3 separate regions of the Mus musculus genome follow, and all the other regions are linked to region 3. A link is a contact called in public Hi-C data. All regions are on one chromosome and are shown on one strand. The core of a region is the stretch at or near the end of the contact, and the rest is flanking DNA. Distances in the headings are between cores, read along the strand shown.

Region 1 (3,280 bases), core at 699-3,198, 5.4 Mb after region 3:
AACGACATCTCTGCATCCAATTCCAGCCCTTGGGAAGTGCAGGCAGCAGGATCGCATGTGTGAGAGTGGAACAGTATATAAGTGAGATGAGATATCCTTTGTTGTTTTTTTTTTTTTTTTTTTTTAAGACACGGTTTCTCTGTATAGCCCTGGCTGTCCTGGAATTCACTCTATAGACTAGGCTGGCCTCAAACTCAAAAATCCGCCTGCCTCTGCCTCCCAAGTGCTGGGATTAAAGGCGTGCGCCACCACTGATGCAGCACTCTGGGATGCAGAGGCTGACTGTACCACACTGGAGGCGCAATGTGCAAACCAGACACGGGAGGGCCCATAATCCTAGTACTTTTCAGGCAGAGGCAGGAGGATCACCAGAAGCCAGCTTGGGTCATACAGTGAAAACCTGCTTCAAGAGTCGGGTTGGCGTAGGGATACTCAGGGAAGAAAAGAGAGAGCAGAGCAGTCTCTGCAGCAGGTCTTGAACTCCCACACAGTCATGGAAGTTCAAACTGCCATGTAGCCTATAAAATCAGGGAGGCAGCCGGGCGTGGTGGCACACGCCTTTAATCCCAGCACTTGGGAGGCAGAGGCAGGTGAATTTCTGAGTTGAGGCTAGCCTGGTCTACAGAGTGAGTTCCAGGACAGCCAGGGCTACACAGAGAAACCCTGTTTCGAACCCCCCCACCCCCACCCTCCCAAAAAATCAGGGAGGCTCCTGAGACCTGATGATCGGGCCACACTCCCACTAACTCTATTACCTCAGCTGTAGGGCCCCCAGTACGGACACAGTCGGTGGCAGCAGTTAGGAGCTACGAGGAGAGCCCTGGGCAAGCTCATATCTGTGCAGGCTCACAGAAAGCTATTTTAATCTCTTTATTAGAGTCAAGGTGACACAGAGCAGAGAGGAAGCAGGCTCCCTCCTTCCCAGAGCATGTGCCTCTGCACAAAGCAGCTTCTTCATGACCTCCCTAGGATGAGAAGGAAGACAATGGGAGGTGGATGGGAGTATGACACACAGGAAGGCACAAAGGAACACATAAGTGGTGGTAACTATTATTGATTACAATATTTCAGTGATCCCAGCGCCACCTTCCACATTACCGGGTGGGGTCTTTACTCATTACAGGGGCAAATCCATACTAAAAAACTCACTGTGTGCTGGGGTGTAGCGCGATCAGCACGCACTTTATCCAGCACACAGGCAGAGGGGACAGATGAGACCGGGTATGGTTGAGGGTGCATTTTCTAAGGAGGAAACGGAAGGATAGGAAGATTAAAGATGTTGAGTTGCATACTAAGTGGGTGGTGAGGCGAGCCCTCATCTGAGCCCAATAACAGCCAATTACCCTAATTATCAACGGCGCCCCAGGACGAGGCCTAGAACTGAGCGCCTTGACCCAAGTCATCTCGCTCCGCCTCAGCAATGACCTGCCATAAGGCTCGATCACACCCCACTTCTCCACCCCGAGGCCACGGCGTGCCGCTCACCCCCGAGCCTGGGTCCGGGTCCGGGGCCCACAGCTCCGCCACCATCTCGGTGTGCAGAAACTCGAATAGCACCGCGTCCGCCATACGCCGCCTCGCGACCCTCACGCCTGGCCAACGCTTCCGGCTCCCATTGGTCAGCTCGGGAGGTAGGCCCGATCTGATTGGTGATCCTATTTAGCTCCGCCTGCTTCTTGAAAGCCAGGAGGCGGGTCCACCGAGCCCCTTCCTTGGCCGCGCTGTTAACATCTTCCGCCCTTTCTTCGCTTCCCTCCCTGCTCCCGAGTCTTCGGACATCCAATTGGCTGAGTCTCTGATTCCTGTGAGGGTCCAAGATTAAAAAAAATAAATTTACGCGTCAAACGGAATTTTCCTAAATACATAAGCAAATAAATAAATAAACCCACACTACGGAAGCGACTTGTCTAACCGCTTTCCTATTGGCCATAACTCGGCTCACGTGACGCTGCGAGAGACCGGCTCACTTCCGCCAGGCAGCGGACCCCTTGGGCTCGGAGCCTCGGAGACCCGGTATGGCCTTCCTTCCGGGACTCTGGTGTCGGTGGCTCTTGTTAAGGGTCCCCTCGGGCGGCTGTCCTTTCTGTTTGCCCTGGTGCCTATTGCGGCCAAGTGCTCGCTGGCCAGGAGGACAGTGGAGGGTGTGGCCTGTGCTGGTGGGACTCTGGGAACTCTTGGTTACAAAGCTTTTAAAACTTACTTTATTATTGTCAGTATTATTTTGAGACAAGTTCTCACTATGTATGTAATGTTGGATGGCCTGGCACTATTGAGGATCAGGCTGATCTCGAACTCACAGAGATCTTCCTGCCTCTCCTCCGGTGCTGGGAATTAAAGTCATTATTATTATTTTATATTAGTTAATGTATATATACGCGTGCGTCTCTAGCACGCGTGTAGAGCTCAGAGGACAACTGTACGGGCCTCAGTTCGCTTCTTCCACCATGTGGGTCCCTGGGTTCGAACTCTTGGCGTCAGGTTTGATTGCAAGTGCCTTTTCCCAGCTGAGCCATCTCGTGTGACCTAGTTCTAAGGCTTTGCCTGGACGGTCCTTGATGTCCCCGGTGTGCACACAAATGATACAGAGGTGCACAATTCCAACCCATGTGTACACGAGGAAACTGAGGCCCAAGTCAGGACTCGCTGGGGATGGCGGTGAAGGGGCTGGGACTCGGGACCTCACGTCCGCTCAATTCCTCTTCTCCAGCTCCGTGCCATGGAGTCATCCCAGGGTCGGCGGAGAAGGCCGGGGACAGTGGTACCTGGGGAAGCTGCGGAGACCGACTCGGAGCTGTCTGCATCCTCGTCCGAGGAGGAACTATACCTGGGTCCCTCGGGCCCTACGCGCGGCCGTCCCACGGGGCTGCGTGTGGCCGGGGAGGCGGCGGAGACCGACTCGGAGCCTGAGCCCGAGCCCACGGTTGTGCCGGTCGACCTGCCCCCGCTCGTGGTGCAGCGCGATCCGGCGGAGACTTGGGGCACGGAGGAGACCCCTGCCATGGCGCCTGCGCGCTCGCTGCTGCAGCTCCGGTTGGCTGAGAGCCAGACGCGCCTGGACCACGACGTAGCGGCTGCGGTGAGCGGCGTGTACCGCCGTGCGGGTCGCGATGTGGCCGCCCTGGCGGGGAGGCTGGCGGCTGCTCAGGCCACCGGGCTGGCAGCCGCCCACAGCGTGCGCCTGGCGCGCGGGGACCTCTGCGCGCTCGCCGAGCGCCTGGATATCGTGGCTGGCTGTCGCTTGCTGCCGGACATACGAGGGGTCCCTGGTATGGAGCCCGAG
Region 2 (2,889 bases), core at 30-2,529, 5.7 Mb before region 3:
GTCAGCACTTTAATCCCAGCACTCGGGGAGGCAGAGGCAGGCAGATAAAAATTCGAGGCCAGCCTGGCCTACAGAGTGAGTTCTAGGACACCCATAGATAGATAGATGAGTTTCCAGGGCTACACAGAGAACCCCTATGTGGATGGCTACTCTCAATTATCAACTTGACTATATATAGAATGAACTATAATCCAGAAACATAGGGAACACCTGTAATCCGGACTTGAGGCAGGAAGACAACATGCCTGTAATCTGGACCTTAAGGCTGGAAGACACAGGCTTTTGATCCAGACCTCTAGGAGGAATGACTCCTACAGGTCTTGAAGCACACTTTTATTCTGGGCCATATCTTCTGCTGGAGGCCTATATAAGGACAATGGAAGAAGGGACAGGTACTTGCTTTGCCAGTACTTCCTTTGGAGCCTACTTCTTCTGGATTCCAGTTTATGCAGAAAAGCAGCAGAAACAGCAACCCTCAAGGATCAGAGCAATTCACCACATTGCTTCCAATTATGATGATAATGGACGAAACTTGAAACTGTAAGCCAGCCCTTAATTGTTTTCCTTTATAAGAGTTGCCATAAACCGGGCGTGGTGGCCCATGCCTTTAATTCCAGCACTAGTTAGGCAGAGGCAGGCGGATTTCTGAGTCTACAAAGTGAGTTCCAGGACAGCCTGGTCTACAAAGTGAGTTCCAGGACAGCCAGGGCTATACAGAGAAACCCTGTCTCGAAAAACAAACAAACAAACAAACAAACAAACAAACAAAGAGTTGCCGTAGACATGATGTCTCTTCACTGCAATAAAACACAAACTAAGATTGTCTATCCCGAAAACCCAAATAAATAAATATAAATAACTTTCGAATCAAGGCACAGGGGTAAACGCTTGTTATCCTAACACCTAGTAATCTGTGATCAAAATTTCGAGGCCAGTCTGAGATATACAGCGAAGTCCTATTTCAAAACACAGATTATCTGTGACACTTTTCCATTCCCACTCTGAAGACAGTCTTATGCTTTTCCCTCTGGGAAGGACAGGCAGGTGATAATAACCCATAATTGAACGTCAGGTGCCTTTTAAGAGCAAAGTAAAATCTCGATTGGCCCAGCAACAATAATAAGCAGAAATTTAGCTCAATAGGAGGTCGGGCTTCTTCGGAAGTGGGCGTGGCCAAAGCGGTTTCTGGGCACGCCTCCCGAGGCCAATCTAGCAGCCCGGAGGACTCAGCTCGGCTCCTCCTCTCGCAGCTTCCGGCCAGTCGGAATTCCGCTTCCCGTCTGACATTGGCGTCTTTGCTAAGGGTCACATTGAAGTAACGCTACTCCGGGACAATCTTTAGGTGAGTGTGAAGGGTCGGGATCCTGGGGGAACCTTGTCCGTTGCAGAGAAGCGCCCCGGGGCTTCCCTGACGCCAAGCAGAAACTTCCGGCGGCCACGGGTCCGGTGTCCTGGAGCTAACCATTATAGCCGCCTTTCTTCATGATGGCTAGGTCGCTTTCTAAGCAGTCCCTATTACTCCATCCTTCAGCCCTACAAGTCCCCTTTGATAGCGTTGGGGCTGGAGTGTGAAGCGCCTTACCCGTGGCTATAAGGCAATTCGGATTTAGACCCAGTAAATTGGACTGTGGAGCTTTTAGTTGCGAGTTCACAGGCGTGGCCACCCGCGTTCCAAGGCCGAAGCCTGTCGCCTTGACTCGTGTCTTTCCCCTCAGCGTCATCTTTGATCAACTCTCAAAACTCGAGATATTGTCCAAAATTACTTCCGACACTGAGTCTTTTAAATCCCCCGTGCCCACCTTGCCTCCTTCAATGAACCTGCCCAAATACCCCACTTGTTTGGACTACTTCAGTTGACACTGGCACCTCTGTGGTGTCAAGGTCCCCCAGATGCTCTAGAGACAGTTTCTCTCAGGTCTGTTGATATTGACTATGTCATCTCTTCAGACATATCAAAGCTGAGAGAAGTCGATAAAACTCAAGGAGCTAAAGTATTTGAATGATTGGGGGGGGGGCGGTTTGCGTGGGGTTCTAATCGAATTCCAGTATTTACTTCCATTAGGAATGGAGGCAGCAACGTCAATAGATTTGGTAGCCTGGGCCATTGTCAGCAGGCAAAATCACAGATACCTGACACATGCCAGTTACAAGAGTCACAAATCTTCAGTCATGGTTACCTCCAGTTGTACTTTACTTGTTAAGTCCTTTGAGCTTTTTTTTTTTTTTTTTTTTGGAGCGGGGTGGGGGGGGACACATCTTAGGCAATCCCACAATGCATTTAGGCATATTCTGAGCAAAGTTTGAGTTCATTGGACCTCAGATGAGTGTGTGACGCCAGAAAACTAGCCGGTGACACCAGAAAATCCTTGCAGTGTTTTTGCTGGTGATGGATGAAGCATTATCACTGGGTGCTGTGTGACCTTGGAAAGTCATTTAGACACCCTGTCCCTTGTGTAGACAACAGAGGTAGCAATATCTTTTAGAGTGGCCATGGGGTAGGTATGTATAGAGTACACATAGTATGTGCTGTGCACACAGTGAGCGTTAACTGGAATTTAAGGATGAAGATTGGTTTTGCCAAGGAGACCTCTGTCCAACCCTACTGTGGCTTCTGTACTCAGATATATGGGTTTTCCCTGCCCTTCATCTTTCTGTGTTTGTGAAGAAGGGGGAGATAATGGTTTATTCACATTCAGCCTGTTATTCTGCTCTGGCCTGACATCCCCACACCCAGCACCTCCAGAATGGTTGCCAACATTCCCACTCTGTTTGCATCCAGGAGTCAGGATGGCTGAAGACATCAAGACTAAAATCAAGAACTACAAAACTGCCCCCTTTGACAGCCGCTTCCCCAACCAGAACCAGACTAAGAACTGTTGGCAGAACTAC
Region 3 (2,815 bases), core at 220-2,719:
CGAAGCCTCCGCGCTCGAGCTCCAGGTTCCCCCACCCGTGCCGCAGAGTCGCTCTAGCCGAGCCAGAGGCCGCCTTTGCGTCCAGCTCCACTCCTCCCTCCGGCCGCTCTAGCCCGCCTCCTACCGCTCTCCGGCCTCGGCAACTCCACTCCTCCTGCCGGCGGGTATCGCAATACACGGCGCCACGCTGGCCCGATAGGGCCGCTCTGGTCTGCCTTGGAGGACCCTTGTTTCCGTATTTCGACTGCCCCTGTCACTCTCCTGGGCCCCGCCCCCTTAGCAGGAGTGGTGCATGGTTCCATTGCCTGGTTAGGGCTCAATCTCGGAGAAACTTCAAGTCGCTCAGGTCCTAAGCACCTATCGGGACCTCACATGAGCTCTACCTCCCCAACTCGGACCTATTAAATTCCAAATGCTTGTATACCCTCTGTCACCACTGTCAACTCCTCCCGCTGTAATTGGAAAGAAAAAACAAAACAAAAACAGAACCCCCTCACATAGATAGACACACACACACACACACACACACACACACACACACAAACAAAAGCATAAAACACTCATGCGCTCGAGCATATATTTTCTTCTGATAGACTAACCTGCAAAATGCAATGACTTCCCTTTAGGCCTCAGTCTTCCCATCTGTTCAATGAGGATATGTTTCCGGTTCTCTCCCCTACAGCCATCTCCCAGAGTATAATTAATACCACAGAGAGGGTAAGGAAAAAAGCTTTCTGAGACGTGTTTAACGCTCTGTAAGTCTCGGCTTTAAAATGTACTGCAGAGATATTTGTTTATTTTAGGGAGCTCTAATCAAGCATCCATGATCGCAGGGACAGCTCTTTACAGGAAACAGCTTTGAGTTCAAGTCCCAGATGCTCTGTCCCTACGACAAGGCAGTCCGACTCCCTGGGCCTCAGTTTCCCTGCTGATAAATGAGTGTTATCGTTCTTCGCTGGGAGCCTGGATCTCTACCTACTTGTGCTCTCGACAAGTGCTCTCTCTCTCTCTCTCTCTCTCTCTCTGTTTTGTTTTGTTTTTTTTTTTTTTTTTCTTTTGAGGCAGGTTCATGCTAGGTCGCCCAAGCTAACCTCGAACTCATGGCAATCCTCCTGTCTCTGCTTCCCAACTCCTGGGATGACAGGCGGGCGCCAACGCGCCGGGTTTTCTCTTTGCTCTCTTTGACAGATGAGAAAACCGAGGCCAGAGAAAGGCGGCTGCAGGTTCACTGGGCGCACCCTGGGAGGCCCTCCGCGCCCGGTCCCCTCCCTGCTCCTCCCTGCGGCGGCTGGAGGAGGAGGCCGGGCGGGGCCAGGGACAGTGTACCTGGTGTCCGCGCGGGGAGGTGACCGGCGAGGCGCCCGAGGTCGGGCTCGGGGATCCCGGGCCCGGTGTCCCGACTCCGGCTTCCTGGCTCTGGCGGGCAGGAAGTCGGGGCGTTTTTCCGGAGCCCCCGCCCGCCGCCCCTCCCCGCTTCCTGCCCGCGCCCCGTGCCCGCCCGGCACCTCGGCTTCCTTCCCCTTCTCGCCGCCCGCGCGGCTCCTCCTTTCCCCGCGGGCGCGTCCCCACCCGGCCCCGCCCGGCTCCCCTTCGCCTTTGTCCGCCTCCGCCGCCCTCCCTGCTGTTGCCCAGCTCCTGCCCTGGCCCTTACTCTCTCTTTCTCTTAGTTTGCGACAAGGGCTCCCTATGTAGCCCTGGCTGGCCTCGAACTTGTTGTGTAAGGCGGGCTGGATTCGAACTCAGGTGTCTCTGCTTCTGGAGTAGAGAGATTAAAGCTAAAGGTGCGCGCCACCACCCTGATCTCTTTTTCGAAGCTCGAAGGCCTTCCTGCCCACAAGGTCAGGGGCCCATCCAGGCACTCCTTGCTTTCTGGCCTCTGTTGCTTCTCCCTGCTGCAGCTCCTCTGTGCCTTGATCACGCTGGGCCCATTTCTTGCTGTTGGCTGTCTCTCTCATGCTCTGAGATTTCAGGCTTTGTCCTTTCCTCAACTGTTATTATCAGGCCAGCCAGTTTGTGTCTGCTTCTTCCTTTGGCTATTTATCTCTGCATCCTTGTCTCTGGGGATCCCACTGAGTCTCCTCTTGGCCTCCTGTCTTTTAACAACCTGAGTCTGCTCTTCCCATCCCAATGACTGTCACACCACTCTAGCTCTCTCTGTCATCCCCCTCCCCCCGGTTCTTGACAGAAACTCTCCAAATCTGCCTTATGCAAGTGAACCCATGAGGGAATTAGGCCCCACTCCAGAAAATAATATCTTGTGTTCTCAGAGTTTAAATATAGGTAAAAATTTGGTAACACCCGGGCTGGTTCCCCCTTGCTTTGGGACATGAGGAGGGTGAGGCCCTATAAGGGAGATAAACCAGCATTTCAATTGGGGTGGGGACTTCCCCAAGAGACTTCCTGTTATTTTGGGGGGAGGGGGTTGGGGAAGACAGACAGCAAGAACTGTCTGGTCCCAGATCTCAGAAGTGGTCAGGTGAGAACTTGAACCTAGAATCCTGGGTCTGAGGGGGGAGGGGACTTGGGTTTTCTGCTCCTGGTTCCCTGGCAGTGTTGAGGAGCAGTCTACATGAGATCCATGACTCCTGCCAAGGGCTGCTTTGGGAAGGATTTATTATCACTTAAGTGGCCATGACAGATCTGGGAGGAGGGGGGGTGACACTAACGAGGCTGCTGTAATCAGCTCCCCTAGAGGCAGCGATTAAGGGCTCATTACCCACTAGAGAGGGAGCTGGACTTGGGGAAGGACAAGATTAGGTGGGAGAATAGGGTGGGGCAGCCTGGAGGCAAGGGTAGGCCACTCGAGTGGCTGGAG

The links. A called contact is a pair of places that touch in the nucleus more often than the background predicts.
Region 1: a Hi-C map of B cells shows a contact between it and region 3, with 5 read pairs. The contact joins the promoter of Bloc1s3 here to the promoter of Arhgef1 in region 3. A contact is called at or near these places in 2 of 39 promoter capture datasets (cranial neural crest and maxillary cranial neural crest) and 1 of 484 Hi-C or Micro-C datasets (B cells).
Region 2: a Hi-C map of uterus shows a contact between it and region 3, with 6 times the contacts expected there. The contact joins the promoter of Cox6b1 here to the promoter of Arhgef1 in region 3. A contact is called at or near these places in 1 of 39 promoter capture datasets (cranial neural crest) and 1 of 484 Hi-C or Micro-C datasets (uterus).

The regions. Positions count from the first base shown.
Region 1 is chr7:19,507,038-19,510,317 of GRCm38.p6, reverse strand. Bloc1s3 (biogenesis of lysosomal organelles complex-1, subunit 3) reads left to right here and starts at 1,948. Exons shown (of 2, transcript NM_177692.4): 1 at 1,948-2,013; 2 at 2,708-3,280. The coding sequence starts at 2,717. It overlaps Trappc6a (trafficking protein particle complex 6A), which reads right to left and starts at 1,648. Exons shown (of 6, transcript NM_025960.4): 1 at 1,486-1,648. The coding sequence starts at 1,569.
Region 2 is chr7:30,624,504-30,627,392 of GRCm38.p6, reverse strand. It overlaps Cox6b1 (cytochrome c oxidase, subunit 6B1), which reads left to right and starts at 1,279. Exons shown (of 4, transcript NM_025628.3): 1 at 1,279-1,342; 2 at 2,780-2,889. The coding sequence starts at 2,788.
Region 3 is chr7:24,901,640-24,904,454 of GRCm38.p6, reverse strand. Arhgef1 (Rho guanine nucleotide exchange factor (GEF) 1) reads right to left here and starts at 1,469. Exons shown (of 30, transcript NM_001130151.1): 1 at 1,327-1,469. It overlaps Cd79a (CD79A antigen (immunoglobulin-associated alpha)), which reads right to left. Exons shown (of 5, transcript NM_007655.4): 5 at 2,597-2,815.